2 separate regions of the Sus scrofa genome follow, and region 1 is linked to region 2. Evidence: chromatin contacts called from public HiChIP or PLAC-seq data. All regions are on one chromosome and are shown on one strand. Each heading gives the region's core, a stretch centred on a gene start, on an enhancer-like site or on the middle of the called end of the contact. The rest is flanking DNA. Distances are from core to core; before and after follow the strand shown.

Region 1 (4,787 bases), core at 724-3,223, 530 kb after region 2:
AATAGGGCCCATGTTTTTGCCACCAAGTACCACACACAGAGCTGGCCCCTGTGGTGGTTAGGCTGGGAGCAGGCACCCAGCATTATAACTTCAAGGACGAGTGTGGCTTTGCCTCATGTTCAGAACTCAGCACATCTTTCACTCCTACTTGGGGAACCTCTCAGGACCTCTGTTTCTTCATGTAGGAAAAACATCGGTCATGCAAGTTGCAGCAATCAAAATAAAGGAGATTGTGTTTGAGAAAATACCCTCTGAGCTCTAAGTCTGTTGGCCTCAGCCCTATATACCCAGTTCACAGACCTGAGTCCTTGAGACAAGACTCTCTGGCAAAGTTCACCTCAACATCCATCCAGCAGGGCTCAGAAAATGTTCCCAGATTAGGAATCTGATAACTTAAGACCAAGCACCATTTTGTCCAGTGCATGACACCAAGATCAAGATAACTGGAAAACTATGTTAACTTCTAGGATAGCCCCTAAACCGCCACCACCACCCAAACATATACCACGTGGCCCCACTTCCAGTGCCTTCACCACCAACCCAATCAAGACCTGACATCCCAGGACCAATTAATAGCTAGCATCCATAGAGTCCTTTCTGTGTTCTGAGCCTAAAGCTAAGTATTTTTCCTGCTTAGTTTCAATTAATCCTTGCACCAGATCCATGACGTAAGAGGAGATACCCTTATCTCCTTCCTGAAGATGAGGAGATTGAGTCTTACAGACGGTAAGGAACTTACGCTCAGGAAGTGATAGACCAGGGCCTGGAACCCAAGTCTGTCTGACTAGGATCGTGGTTACGGCTTCTCTAGGATGACTTTGCAGATGTGCCCCAAGGACTGGACTGACCAACCCAACATCATAGAGCTACCAGCTACCAAAACTGGGATTCAAATCAACAGCCTCAAGTCCAAAGTCATATGCTCTCAAGACACCATGCTGCCATCCCCAATCTTGTAAGACTAGCTTCCACCTAACTGCTCCTTCCCTGAGCTCAGAGCCTGCTGTTTACTCCAGCCCAGTTGGTGGCCTAGAACAATGCCTGACTTTTCTCATCTCCTTTCCCTGGAGGCTGGGTTCCAGAGTCTGTCCTTGCTGATGGGACACCTCCTGCATGTGGACATATCTTCGCCAAAGAGGACAAATCCCTATCTGGCTCCAGAGAATGGAAATAGGAGTTCCCACTCCAGACACAACTACTTTTGAGAATGAGAAGCCAACTAACCCATTCCTTAGGGTTGTGTTAGGTCTCTCAGACACGCCCTACTCCTGAGCTGACTTGGGTGGGGCCAAGAGTTCCATCCCCCATCCTGCTTTCTCCCAGTTTCCTCCATCTGCTCTTTCAGGCAAGCTAGGGATCCACAGTGCCTCATACTTAAGCCAGACCCATGACTGATATGAGCTGTTATTTTTTAAATTATCTTTTTTCATCTCCAATTATAAAAGCAACATTGTGTCATTTCCCACTGCTGTGACAAACCCGTCCTCCCCACAGCAGAAGCATCAAGGGACCAGGGGTTGCACACGAAGTTTTATAACCGGCAGTGAGTACCAATTAAAAATCCTCTAAGGTGTTCAAAGGATGCCACAACCGGATCAATCTGCAACAGATTCAACAGAGGAAAAGCAGATTAAGAAATAGAATATTTAAACACTGCAAATCATTTCCTTGGAAAGGCTCTATGCATCTTGTCGGAGCCAGTCATCTTCCTCTGCGAAGTGTTCACACTCACTTCCGGTGAGTAATAAGAAGGACGTTCAGGTCTGCACGCAGCCACTGTGCACGTGATGGAGCCCATGGCACAGCAGCTGCAGCTTCCTTTTTCACAAAGCAGAGGTGCCGCCTCTTCGGTCCCAGGGCTGAGGCTTTTCTCCAGGCTGCAAAACAGCCAGAGTTTCTGAGGGGCATCTACAGATGCCATCTGCCAGTTCTTCATCCGGTACATCGCAGTGGCTGTGACTCAGGCTAGTTAGCACCGGAAGCCATTCCCCTGTGTCTCTGTGCAGGCTCTGCTGGCTGAAACAGATGCCAGCACCAAGAAAGGTTTGTGGTGCTGGCAGGCAGGAAATGTGCTTTGGAGAGCCCCAAGGACCCAGCCTTAGCTCTGGCTGCAGCAGTACAGAAGGCAAAAATGCAAACCAAACCAGCACACACTGATTCGGTGTTGACTTAGGCTAGTAAACACACACCACAGATCTGGTGGAGAATGCAAACGCCCCCTGTGCACGCAGAAGGCTGTGTGTTATTTAAGCCAAGCGGGTGTTTCCAAAGAGAAGGAAAAGAATCCATTGCTCCAAGTATCAGATCAAGGAGGATAGTGAGAGATTCAGTGCGTTAGAAATGCCCAACCTACCTCTATTTTAGGTTAATCATAAAACCTTCAAAAGACCCCAGCGAGACAGCTTGGGGGCGGGGGAGGTGAATTCCCCCCGCTTTACACAAACTGAGCCTCAGCAATCACGCCAGTAGTCAGTGGTCCAGTGACAGAATTTATTGAAAGCCACTCGTGTGCAGCAACCAGGCTTGGAGGCAGATATCCTCCTGAGGTGTGGCATGAAAGAAGGAAAGGGAGAGAGGAAGAGTCTGCTCTGTTGCTTTCCGACTGTGTGATCTTGAGCAAATCAGGAGTAACCTTTGGCTGCGCTGCTCTCGGGTGTCCTGAGATGGGCATTGCTGCATGGGGAGGGCGGAGCCGGGCCTCGATCTGACTCCACCAGCAACCAGATCTGGGTCATCTAGGTGGTCACTAGGTCCCTCTGACCTCCAGAGATTTACCTGTAAAACAGTGGACTTATCAACCAGTAAGAACCCCTTTCACCTTTTGACATGACTTTATTTTTATGATCGAGAGGCTGAAATTAGATTATTGTAAAAAATCTAATTTTTGTTGTAAAATCCCCATCAACTCAGATTTTCTTCATAGATAATGGAGATAGATTGAAGACCTTATTATCATGTAAAAGATTGACCCTGTGGCACCTAACACTTTACAACTGGGCAGTGTTGCTGGCTCTCCTTCCTTTTCTGCTGATGTTTCACAAAGTCCTGGATGGTTTTCTCCTCCAGTTGGGTTAATATACAAAATCACTCAGACCAAGACCAATCTGCTTTACTTTGTGAGTCAGAGCCCATCTCTGATCTCTAATGAATTACAGCAGTATAGGCAGGGAAGTCCATGAGAACAAAGAAAGTCTGTGTCTGCTTGTCACCCAACTCCTAGCCCAATGATGGCAAATATTACTGTTGCTTCTACATCTATTACTGCCATTACTGGCTCTGTGCATGGCAAATACTACTGCCACAGTTACTGCTGCTACTACCGCTACTGCTATTACTACTGCCGCTGCTGCTACCACTGCTGCTGCTGGCTCAGTGCATAGCAAATACTACTGCTGCCGCTACTACTGCTACTACTGCTCCTATTGATGTCACTAGCACTACTAATACTGTTGGCCCAAGGCAGGGCAAATACTACTAGTTCTATTGTACTATTACTGCTGCCGGTACTTCTACTACTACTGACCCAGTAGTACATAGCAAATTTACTACTACTACCACTGCTACTGCTATTGCTGCTACTGCTATTGCTACCACTACTACTGGCCCAGTGCATGCAAATCATCATCTACTGCTACAAGTACTACCAATAGCAATAGCACTTAGCATTCAATAAGCACTTATTAAATGCCAACCATTATGCCACATGCTTTATATGTATCATTTCACATATTTTCAACAATCCTTGGAGGGGAGCCGCATTATTATCCTTGCTTTATAAATGAAGAAAACAGAGGCACGAAAGTTAAAATACCTGCTCAGAGTTACACAGCATCAAGTGGCAGAGTTGGGATTTGGACCCACGCAGCCTGACTCCTGAGCTTGTGCACTTAATCTTCAGTGACCCTGAGCTATCATTCTGAATAAACGAGTGAATGCTCACAAGGATGGGGGAGGGGTATGACATGGGCTTAGGAGTCAGGGAGCCCTGGGTTTGAACGTCAGCCCTGTCACTGACTATCTTAGGACCAAAGTCCAAGTGTCTGTCACAGCAACCTTTGGAAGTGCTTTTTCTTTTCCACAGCTTTTTTTTTTTTTCTTCCATCTTTTTAGGGCCACACCCACAGCACAGGGAAGTTCCCAGGCTAGGGGTCAAATCGGAGCTGCAGCTGACAGCCTATACCACAGCCACAGTGACACTGGATCTGAGCTGTGTCTGTGACCTACACCACAGCTCAGAGCAATGCCAGATCCTTAACCCATTGAGAGAGGCCAGGGATCAAACCAGGGTCCTCATGGATACTAGTCGGGTTCTTAACCCACTGCCCCACAACAGGAATGCCTCTCACTGCTTTCCAAATATGCCTCTTCTCACCTAAAGGCACTTCTCCAAACGTGTACAAAATGCCTACCATTGCCCGGTATGTTGCTGGGTCCTGGAGAGAGATGCACAAGTAAGTGGGACAAAGCCCTTGACCCCCAAGAGCACTTGGGTACAGACACTGAAACAGCTGCTCACTAGGCCCACAGGGCGCAGGCCATAGGATGTGGGTGCAGAGAAAGGACAAATTAATGCTCGAGACTCCATCCTCAGACCACATCCACCTCCTGGAATTACAGCTTGGGTCCTTTGGGCTTGCATGACATTGTTGGGTGATTCGTTACAGAATTTAGAACTGGAGAAGAATTTCAAGACCATTCAAATCCAATCTTCCATTTTATAGGTGGGCAAATGGAGGCCCAGAGAGGTGAAAGTCATAGGTAGGAACCGGTTCTGGACCCAAATCTCT
Region 2 (5,161 bases), core at 421-2,920:
ACAAAAAAAACAACAACAAAAAAAAACAAAAAAAAAAGGAAAAGGAAAATCATGAGGTACCACTGCACACCTATAAGAATAGCTATAATTAAAAAGATGACAACACCAAGTGTTCAAAAATTGTGGAGAAAAAAAAATTGTGGAGAAGGTGGAACCCCTGTACATTGCTGGTAAAAATGTAAAATACAGCCACTTTGGAAAAAATGCTTGGCAATTTTTAAGCATAACTTATCATATAACCCATCAAGGTCTACCCAAGAAAAATGAAAACATATGCCAACACAAACACTTGTATGTGCATATTCAGAGCAGTATTACTCATAATACCCTAAAACTAGAAACAAACCAAATGTTCATTATGAGTTAACCGAATGGTGAAACCGAGTGTGATCTACCCATACAGTGGAAGTGTACTCAGCAGAAGACATGAACTATTGATATGTGAAGCCACATGAATGAACCTTAAAAACACTATGCTAAGTGAAAGAAGTCAGACGCAAAAAGAAGGCATGTTGTGTGACTCCTTTTCCATGAAATTTCTACAAACAGAACAACTACAATGACAGAAAACGGTTATCTATGACTAAGACTGGAGAATGACTGCAAACAGGCATAAGGGAACTTGTGAGGGTAACAGAAGTGTTCTAAAATTGGATTATGGTGATGATTACACAGACATGAAAGTTTAAAAAAATCACTGAGCTATACAATTAAAATGAATGGACTTTATAGTATATAAACCATGAAAAACATTGAATGATTTTTTTTTCTAAGAGATGAGCTATAAAAGATGAAATGGAAGAATATTCATGATATGCGAATAAGGGAAAAAAAAAAACAACAACAAACTGTTAATAGTGGTTGCCTCTGAGAGCAGAAATGGCAGCTGGAGGAGATGGGAGTTTTTCACTTTGTTATATAATTTTTTAAGTTAATAGATTTATTGATTAATTCTATTTTTACATTTTCATTTCCATGGTTTCCTTTTGTGAAAATGCCTGAGTGGCCATACCCATTACTGGTTCCCATCAACTTAAAACATGACAACAACCTTTGAAATCCTACAAAAGTCATCTCAAAAGTGTCCACCACCTCTTAAAACACACTATTCTTTTTTCCTGTTTTGGAATGCCAGGCTGGTCATTTAGGATTCTACTTCTTACTGTTTAACATGTTTCTCAAATAAAAGCTACACACAATTATAACAGCTTTTCAATAAAGAAAAACATTATTTTTTCAAATGTGAAATAGGTGACATACAGTGGATGCTCAACATATGGTGACATTTTATTGTTTGTTGTTATTATTTAAAAAAAATAATGAGGAAACTACTTTACATATACAACTTTATTTAATCCTTACAAAGCCCTCTGAAGAAACACTTAGTATTTCCATTTCATTAAAAAAAAAAAAAAAAATTGGACTGGAATTCTTTGGTGGCCTAGTGGGTTAAGGATCTGGTGTTGTCACTGCTGTGGCTCAGGTCCAGTCTCTGGCCTGGGAACTTCCACATGTCGTGGGTATGGCAAACATATAAAAAAATAAGTGGAAGACTGGGGAAGGAAGGGAAGAAGAAGCAGGCTCCAGAGACTGAGAACTTGAACTTACCCCTGTCGCACAGCCAGCTGACAGCAAAGCCAGAACTGAAATTCAGAGCCTGTGTTCCTCCTATTCCACCACATGGTTGCCTCTGTCATCAGAGAAGTTCTTTTGCCCAGAGACTCATCCTACAGAGAGCGCATGAGCTCTAAGGAAGAGCATCACTCATGACCCACCTGTGAGTGTTGGCATAACTTTGCCCCACAGCACCAAGAGAGGGCCCTGTACCTCTATACTGCACTGGTCCACCTAGACTTAGAAGAGTATGAGGACCAAGCCCAATTCTGTCAGGCAGCATGGTCTCATGACAAGGAGTCACGGAGACCTGGTTTCAAATCTCTGCTATGTCTCTCTGCTTATGTGGTCCAGGGCAGGTTATACAATTCCAGTCATTCCAGTCACCCTCCTGTGTTGCTGGATCATGTCTCTCTAGCATTTATAAGCACAGCGTCCTCTGCCTGCCATGTCCTTCCAACCTGGCTTGGAAATCTCTGGGTGATGGCTAAAATCAGTGGTGTTGGGTGCAGACTGCCTGACTCCGAAAACTGGCTCTGCCACTGACAAGTCATGTGACTTTGGGAAGCCAGAAGACCTTTGGTTACACAAAACCAGTACTTAGACCTACATTGCCTAATGTTGGTATGAGAATTCAGCAAAATAAGATATGATTAATCCACTATCTGGCATTCAGTGTCCAATAAGTGGCAGCCCTTATTTGAGTAAATCAGCTGCCGCAAACCTTTAAACTCACAGAGCATCAACCTTTCACTCAATAAACTAGCCCTAACTTCTACCGGCCATGCAGCCCTATTGGCCTCGTGCCCAGAGAGCGTATGCCTGACTTGGGCAAGCCCTTCTCCTACAGGACTGCCATTAATCAATAAAGGAATTGGGAGAGGAAATGTAGAAAACTCAATAAAACTCACTACCACAAGGCAGCTCTAGAGTAGAAAGGAGAATGGGATATGGTATCATAAGAGTTCTGCTGGCTACAACTCCACCACTGTTGGGTCACTGCAAGATAACCTTGGAGTAATCTCACCTTTCTGAGCCTCAGGTTCCACGAGGGGGAGGAGTGGCACAGGAGAGAAACTCCCAGGTGAGGATCAAAGGTGTCAATGGATTTGAACGTGCTTTGGAACCAATAAACCTTTGCAGGAAATGTGAAGGATGGAAAATGCACTCAATGCCTTCTAAGTTGTGCTCACGCAAACTTTCTTATGAAGGAAGCGTGGTTTGCTCCCTGCATCATGTAAGCACGTATAAAAACGGCAGGCAAAGGGAACAGTGAAAAGATTGGATAAACTCAAACCTTCCTAAGAATTTTGGTGGGAGTGACCTTACAGTAGGAGCAAAGAAAAGATTGTCTTCAATCTATGGTATGAATCTCCTGTGAAACCTACAAGAGTTCTATATGGCCTTTCGATCACAAAATTTCAGCATCTCCTTCTCTAAATCGGAAACCTATCTCAAGGAACTGGAGGAATAACTGTGACATGCATTTAAACCTGATTTGGCTAGGCAGCCGCTGTCATTTCCCCAGCCTTATATGGAAATGCCTTATGATCATGCCTACCATGTGTAGGACCACCCCACTCCCCACCCCCACCCCCACCCCCACCCCCACCCAAACCATCTCAGAAAGATGGCTGTCAGGGTCACACTACCCAGAAGGCCCCCAGGACTTGACCTGCTGACCTGAGGATTCTTTTTTATACTCTCATTAATGGAAGAAGAAAGCAGTCTAGTAAACTCACCCCAACAGCCTGGCATCAAGGGAATTTCCTCAGCTAGAGAAAAAGCACATTGCTCTCCTAAAGAATTTCCAGAGAAGGAGATTTCTGCAAGTTCATTTGGTAACCTGGTCCATGTCTCCCAACTGTCAACTCGTAGCTATGGGGCAGCAAACAAATATTTGGGGAAGGGATTGTGCATCGCTTTGTTCTGACTGTGGGAACCGGTTCAATCCTGCATGTGTTTTAAATCAGCAGGCTCTGCCATACTGGGTGGGGAGACAGCGTTCCTTAGAAACCTTTCCAACTGAGAACTGGAGGGTCAGAGGCATACCTGGTTTTATCTTGAGCTCAGCTTGGAGCAAGGGTCAAAAGCCTGGGGCCTCCCGGAATCCAGCCTGCAACAGAGTTCTGTGTGGCTGGTACTGTGCTCTTTTAAATCTTAATTTGAATGCCTCTGTCAGCTTTGGGGGGAGGGGGTGCATGAGGTTGTGAAATACCTGTTCTCTCAGGCCTATCACTTCCTGTTGCCCACACAATTCAATCACTTACTCATTTACTCAGTCAGTCAGCAAACGCAATCAAGCCCCTTCTAAGGTCAGGCTGTACACTCTTCTCAGTATTTAGAAAACAATGGAAAGCAAAATATATTTTTAAATCCCTTAGTCTTTTGCAGGTTACACTGCAGGGAGAATCAACAGCCAATAAACTGAGAAAAATATATATTTTACCTACAATGTACTAGAAAGTGATGTCAGAGGGGCCAGGAATACCGGAGGCAGGGGAGGTGGTTGCTGGGAACGGGAGAGTTCAGGAAATACTTGCAGGACCTGAAGAGCAGATCTGGTAGAAATCTGTAGGAAAAGTGTTTCAGGCGAGAGAACAGCCAGAGCAAAGGCCCTGAGGCAGGAATAGCAAGGAGGCTATTACGGCTTGTGAAGGGGGCTGTGTCACCTGCAAGGCCCCCGGAGGCATTCAATTTTACAAAATCCATTCCAGCAACTAGTAAAATGAACAAGTCCAATTCTGGTCCACTACCTACACTGCATCTTAGCTCAGGTGTGGTGTTGCCCCTTGAAGATAAGGTAGGGAAACAGGCCACACACTGCCAGTTAACGTCAATACGCCAACATTCTTCCAAGAACAGAAACTCTGAAACTGCCTTTATCTCCTTCCTCTCCATCACCACCAAGTCCTATTAGATCTCCCTTCCAAAGTCTCTCCGTCCTGGTCCCCCTGTTTATTTCTCTGCCAACATTTGAACCCAGGCAGTCATCATGACAGAGATATTATTAAGCACCAATGTATACACCACAGAGGACCCAGGCTGAATAAGACAGACATAGTCCCAGGCCCCCCAGACCTTGGAGTTGTAAGTCATTTCAGGCTCCAGAACTTCATTAGAAGAAAAAATTGCCTCCTAACTGGCATTCCTAAATGTAGTTTCTGTTCCTCCAGGCCATCCTGAATCTGTTGCTGGTCAGTCTGAGACTCAGGATGCTTCTAGAAGAGCTCCCTCCTGCCCTCAGAACTGGCCCTCCCAAGTAAGCCCCCATCACTAATACCAGCCTCCCTTTGCCCTTCTTCTGGAAACCACCTGCTCCAGCCTTAACTTTCCCATCTCAGCACTTTTATCCATGATATTCCCCCTGAATAGTGTTCTCAAGTCTCACTTTTCAAAAGCCCTACATCCTTCCTCGGACTTTCTCCATTGACTGGGAGTAGGGAGGTTCCAACGTCTTGAGTCATTCATTCTTCCTCCACTTTCTGGGTCTATGGTATGTTTGGACTTGAGTGAGCAAACTATAGTTCCTGAAATACAAAATCTA

What was found. HiChIP or PLAC-seq counts read pairs in DNA pulled down with a chosen protein or histone mark.
Region 1: an H3K27ac HiChIP or PLAC-seq map of alveolar macrophages shows a contact between it and region 2. The contact joins two enhancer-like sites. A contact is called at or near these places in 1 of 47 Hi-C or Micro-C datasets (embryonic fibroblasts) and 1 of 2 datasets of contacts at active chromatin or transcription factors (alveolar macrophages).

Annotation. Positions count from the first base shown.
Region 1 is chr6:153,712,003-153,716,789 of Sscrofa11.1, forward strand. No RefSeq gene overlaps it. Among named protein-coding and RNA genes, the nearest start is that of JUN, 28 kb to the left of the region's middle. Within about 2 kb of position 1,974, at least 35 of the 83 cell types and tissues checked have an H3K27ac peak or open chromatin away from gene starts, as enhancers often do. A contact at or near this core is called in alveolar macrophages, where this site is marked.
Region 2 is chr6:153,180,486-153,185,646 of Sscrofa11.1, forward strand. The region is part of intron 3 of FGGY (FGGY carbohydrate kinase domain-containing protein); the gene reads right to left. Among named protein-coding and RNA genes, the nearest start is that of FGGY, 30 kb to the right of the region's middle. Within about 2 kb of position 1,671, at least 6 of the 83 cell types and tissues checked have an H3K27ac peak or open chromatin away from gene starts, as enhancers often do. A contact at or near this core is called in alveolar macrophages, where this site is marked.